2 separate regions of the Arachis hypogaea genome follow, and region 2 is linked to region 1. The links are chromatin contacts, called in public Hi-C maps. All regions are on one chromosome and are shown on one strand. Each heading gives the region's core, a stretch centred on a gene start, on an enhancer-like site or on the middle of the called end of the contact. The rest is flanking DNA. Distances are from core to core; before and after follow the strand shown.

Region 1 (2,907 bases), core at 48-2,547:
CCAACAACTTAATAGCTAATAACATCAAAATTACAAACAATAAAATATACAAATAAACAATAAATCATACAGACCCTGAAATCATGGAAAACAACCCTATGTAGGAACTGCTAAAGAAATGATCAGTAACAAAACCAAAAAAAAAAAAAAAAAAAACCGCGTGTAAAAGAGTAAATTCAAATAAAATCAACTACCAACAGAGCAAACAAAAACAAAAGCAGGAAGCTTTTTTCCTTAAGAAAAAATCTTTCGAGAAGAGGAAGAAAAGAAAGTAGCTGAAATGTTAGCAAGAGAAGCATATGACATGGTATGGTACCTTGTGGCAGCGATTGTGTGCGGAACAGATTGGTAAGGTGAAAGAGCGAAGAAAAGACGAAACCCTAATTAAGTGGTGGAAGGGAGAAAGGGGTTCGACGGAGAAAGGAGACGGCGGTGGCGGAAGTACCAACTACTACTCCCTAAGTCTCACAGCTGGAACCCACCCACCTCTCTCTCCTACTTCTTCATCAACTTTAAAACGCACCGTTTCCACCACCAGAACCCCACTTAAACTTTATCTGACTTTGAAGCTTATACTTTAAACCTTGATTTTAGGTGACAATGGCATTTCCCAATCTAATAATTATTCTTCGTCGCCTAGATTTCTTCCTCACACAAGTTTGTCACTTTTCAAATTTCTTGTAATAATTTTTATTTTATACGTATTAGTATCAGTTTTGCTTAAAAGGATTTAGCTCACAAATTTAAGAGTATTTTTTGTTAAGGAAAAAAACTTTTAAGGATTTAGCTAAACATATATTAAAGTTATTATTAGTGAAAATTTTATTATTTTAATTTAACTAAACATATATTAAAAATTAAATTTTATATTTTTATAAAAAAAATTATTTGACAAACTTAACATGTAATTTAAGTTCTTTAGCTTTAAATATGTCAATGGAAACTACAACATTAAATTCTATTTGTAAATTTCGTATCTGTAATATAATAGGTTTGACACATTTAGAATCAGGAATATCTTATCCAATTATATTTGGTAACCAATTAGGGTATGATTCAATTACAACTAATTATTAGTTGGCTGCCAAAAAAAAAAACTATAAAAAATAAAATAAAAATTTAAATTCATTCCAAATTGGCTAAAGAATTTAAATATGGAATAAAGATGTGTGTTTTTTCTGAAAATGGATGTTTTTGGTGTATATATAGGTAGGTGGACGTTGCAGAGGTGCAGGTCCAACACGCAGGTAACGTGCTGACTCAGCACGCAGCTCACGTGCTGAACATGTGTCCAAAATCTGAAGCAACACGCAAGCTCTGTGTTGACACATGGCGGTCATCCATCAACACGCATGATGCGTGATTCCTACGTGGCAGGCAACTCGCAGGTTGCATGTTGCACGCGTGGCGGACGTTGGTTGGATGATTTAGCAACACGTAACCTGCGAGGTGAGTCTTCTGCCTATAAAAAGCAATGCTCGTAACCATTTTGCTTCATTCTGAGATAAGTGTTTTCCTCAAAGGTCGGTACGATGGAGGGCACAGCAAATATAGTGATTTACCACAACAGTGAGGTCATACGAAATACGTATGAGGGTGTGAGCTTTGCGTGTGAGAATATGTTTTTGTTTGTCGTTCCATGCACTATAACGTTCGTGGAATTACAGTACAGGCTTTGTCAAAGCATAGAGGCTGATATTGTAAAGAGGGTGACCAACAGTCTCTACAAAAGTCCGGTTGTCGTTTTTGGCGGCCTGATACAGTTTGAGGTTATGCCAATAGTCGAGAAACAAGTATTTAGCGGATGTTTCGTATTCACCAGCAAACTCAGGTGCAACACCCGAGGATTGAGTTGTACGTTGAGTTTGAGCATATTATTGCAGATGAGGTTCAACATGACCCAAATGTACAAGATGACAGAGTTGAGGCGTACTTGGGAATGAACGATGATAACGATAAGGAGTTCGAAGCTACGTACGAAGCTGGTGATGAGGACGAGGACGACGATGGGGGAGGTGAGGTTGTGGCGAAAACTTTAGTGGTTCCATCCGCAGTTAGTCAACCGATGGGCATTCCACCCTTTATGCGTAGCTTGGATCTTGACGCCATGCATGCACCGGAGTTTCCCGAATATGCAAACATAGGTACGTGAGCAGTGGGTAATATGCTTACTTGATTTTGTTTTAGCGGATCAATGAACGACAAATTTGTTTTCTTATAGGTGTTGCTGATCCTGAGGATGGGGAGTTTAGGATCGGAATGGAATACGGTTTAAGAAAATCAATCATTGCAGCAATTCGGAGTTATACTATCTCCAGAGGAGTCGATTACGTTGTTTATGAATCTGAGTCACAGATGTTCTATGCAAAGTGCAAGACTTATGGACGTAGGTGCGACTGGCTTATCCGAGCCAGCTTGATACAAAAGAAAGCCTGTTGGGAGATTCAGAGATACAACGGGAGGCACACGTGTTCCATGGGAACGATCTCACAGGATCACTCCAAGTTAGACTCGGACACGATTGTTGAGGATATGAAGCCATTGGTTGAATCTGACCCATCCATAAAGGTCAAATCTATAATTGTGGAGGTCCAGGCAAGATTCAACTACACTATTAGTTACCGGAAGGCTTGGCTGACAAAGCAGAAGTCGATAGCCAAGATTTTTGGTGGATGGGAAGAATCTTACCAAGCTTTACCGTTGTGGTTCTTGGCGATGGTTCAAAAGATGCCTGGTTCACAAGTCCAAATAGAAACACGACTACTGTATAACGGGAGTCAAGAGGTAGACGATATTAGGATACTTCATCGGGTATTCTGGAGTTTCAATCCATGCATAAGAGCTTTCAAATATTGCAAGCCGCTGGTTCAGGTTGACGGGACTCACTTATACGGAAAATATAAAGGT
Region 2 (2,897 bases), core at 66-2,565, 48 kb after region 1:
AATATTCCATAAAGTAGAAACAAAGAAATCAAGAAGTGATTGATAATAACAAAAGGCAAGATCTATTGTTCACCTATAGTATGAAATGGCATGTCATCATTTAATATCAAGATAATAATAAACAGGTTACACACCACGGAAATTCCTAGGAAGCGTAGCCGTAAGTACAGAGGAGACAATCCATTGATATTTAGTGGTAAGGTGATTCCTCTCTGCATCAAGATCATGAGTGTCCCCCGACACCTGCTTCTTGTATGATTGGAAAGCATGGACCAACATTAACAAGCACTTCTCCTGATACCCTTTCTCCAAATAGATTTCTTCCAAAGCACTATGCAACACACTCAGAATCTCGTCCTCATCAATCTGTTTAAAATTGTTTCTAGCATCAACACTAGCAACTAAGTATAATCCACTCAACAATTACCCGTTTTTCTTTTCCCTTTTTTCCCAAGGACAAACAATGATACTAGTACCTAAGGTAAGTTGTCAAAATCTGTTTCTTACTTACTAGTTACCACACTCAATAAAATGTCACATATTTATGATACATATATAAACAAATAACAAGCATTACACAGCAATACCCAAATCAATCCCGATAATAGTAATAATAAAAAAACATTGCCATTTTAGAAATACTCACCTCAAGATCATCATTCTTGTTCAAACCCGTAACATTACTGTAAGGCTCAAAATGGCGCCAAAACCTCGACGCCCCATTTCTCTCAAACGTTTCCTACGACCAGAAACAAAATAAAATAAAAAACATTTTGAAAAAACAAAAAAAGAAGCGAACTTTCCAGCATTACTAGGAAAATAAATAGATAAGTGGTAGTGAGGTACCTCCAAAACGCGAAGAAAGTGGTCTCGGACGAGGGAATCGAGGCCATGTTTGCAGAGGGAGTGAACATGGGCAACGAAGTCGCGGCGGGCGGATAGGTCGTCCACGGCGGCGAGGAGGGTTTGGGTGGCGGCACAGAAACCATTGTAGGAGCGGAGGATTTCGCATATGGAATCGTTGGAGAGGGAATCGAGAATCCCTAAGTTGCAGAAAGAGGAGGTAGTGGATTGGTCCATGAGGATCGAATTGTAATTGTGTTTTTGTGTTTTGTCTTTGAAACTTCTAAAGTTTGAATCTTTGATTGCTGCTACTGTGTTTATTTCAGTGTTTCCCTCTTCTTTTTTTCAGTCCTTAGAAGCAGTGTTACGAGAATCGCTGCCTGGTTTCATCTCGTTAACCGTAAATCGGTCCCTGGATCGATTTATTTTAAAATAAAAATTATTTGACAAAAATTAGTGTAGTTTCAATGATTAATTTGTCTTAAATATTTTTATATATTTATATAAAAATATATTATTTTATTATATCTAATTTGATTTTAATTGAATCTTCTAACTTTTAATTCTACCGGTTTAATAAGCATTAGGTTTTTAGGACCTCACTTGGAACTTGGAAGAGTCCCCCACTCCTCCGAGACCCCGTTTTCAATTTTTTTAAAACTTGATTGAAAAAAAGTTTTTTTTTTTTATTTTATCTAATACTATATAATAAATTCTTAAAAAATACTTCATTACCTGAGAAAAAAAAAGTTTCATAGTCTCTATTTCAGCAAAATCAACATATTTTTTAATAATTAAAATACCTTAAAAAAGTGTTATAAATATTAAACTAATAAATGCTCAAATTAATTTCTAAAATTTCATGTTTAAATTAAGTTGGTTTGGAGATAGCAATGTGCAATTGTGCATTGTTCGAACGAGTAGGAATGCATCAGCGTGGACTACTCATTGGACCTGGAAATTTTTTAATCATCTTTGCTAGTCGATATTTTTTACCGGAATCCAATGAAAAATGTCATTCATATTCTAAACGCTATTTACATAATTACATTCGTATAAAAATACAATTGTTATTAATCAATTGCTTCTGCATATCAATATTTTATTCTTCTACTACTTTTTGAACAAAATGATATTATACTCCAATGTGTTTTATTTTTGAATGAAAGACAGAATTTTTTGCAATGTACAAGACACTCTAACGGTCACAATACACAAAAATCTTATATTATTTATACCCGAATTCTTCTATCAATCTTTGAATTCAAATAGCTTTCTTGCATGCTTGTGTAGCTGTCATATATTCAGTTTTTATAGTAGATAAAGCTACAACAGTCTAAAACTTAGTCAGCTCACAACTTCTCTTGTAAGTGTAAACACATAGCCTGTAGTAGATTTTCGTTTATCAAGAACACCTGCAAAGTCTGAGTTGACATATCCATTGACAATGAATTCCGATCCTCCAAAACATAATGCAACATTCGAAGTCCTTTTGATATATCTCAAGATCCTCTTAACAACATTCCAATGTTCTTTACTCGGATCAGCCATAAATCGACTTACCACCGCAACTGCTTAAGCAATATCTGGCCTTGTACAGATCATAGCATACATAAGGCTTCCCACTGCTGATGCATACGGTACTCGAGACATTTCCATCCTCTCTGCTTCACTACTAGGGCACATACTTGAGGATAATTTAAAATTCATAGGAAGTGGGGTTGAAATTGGCTTACATTCTTGCATGTTGAAGCGTTGCAAGATCTTCTTCAAATAATTCTTTTGCAATAGCCAAATCTTCCTATCTTTTTTTGTCTCGGTGAATTTGCATCCCTAAAATATTGTTTGCTGGTCCCAAGTCTTTCATAAACTCCCTAGCCAACTGTGCCTTCAATTCTTGGATTTGATCTTTGTTGGGACCTACCACCAACATGTCATCCATATACAACAGCAGAATGATGAAATCATTATCACCAGACTTCTTGTAATAGGTACAATGATCTGAACTAAGTCTGTTGTATCCAAGGCTAATAATGAAAGAATCAAATCTCTTG

What was found. A called contact is a pair of places that touch in the nucleus more often than the background predicts.
Region 2: a contact with region 1 is called in a Hi-C map of leaf, with 2.1 times the contacts expected there. The contact joins the promoter of LOC112734110 here to the enhancer-like site in region 1.

Annotation. Positions count from the first base shown.
Region 1 is chr3:135,448,769-135,451,675 of arahy.Tifrunner.gnm2.J5K5, forward strand. No RefSeq gene overlaps it. Among protein-coding and RNA genes, the nearest start is that of LOC112734107, 8.0 kb to the right of the region's middle. Within about 2 kb of position 1,298, at least 1 of the 3 cell types and tissues checked has open chromatin away from gene starts, as enhancers often do.
Region 2 is chr3:135,496,743-135,499,639 of arahy.Tifrunner.gnm2.J5K5, forward strand. It overlaps LOC112734110 (anaphase-promoting complex subunit 2), which reads right to left and starts at 1,316. Exons shown (of 16, transcript XM_025783316.3): 1 at 847-1,316; 2 at 647-739; 3 at 135-366. The coding sequence starts at 1,080.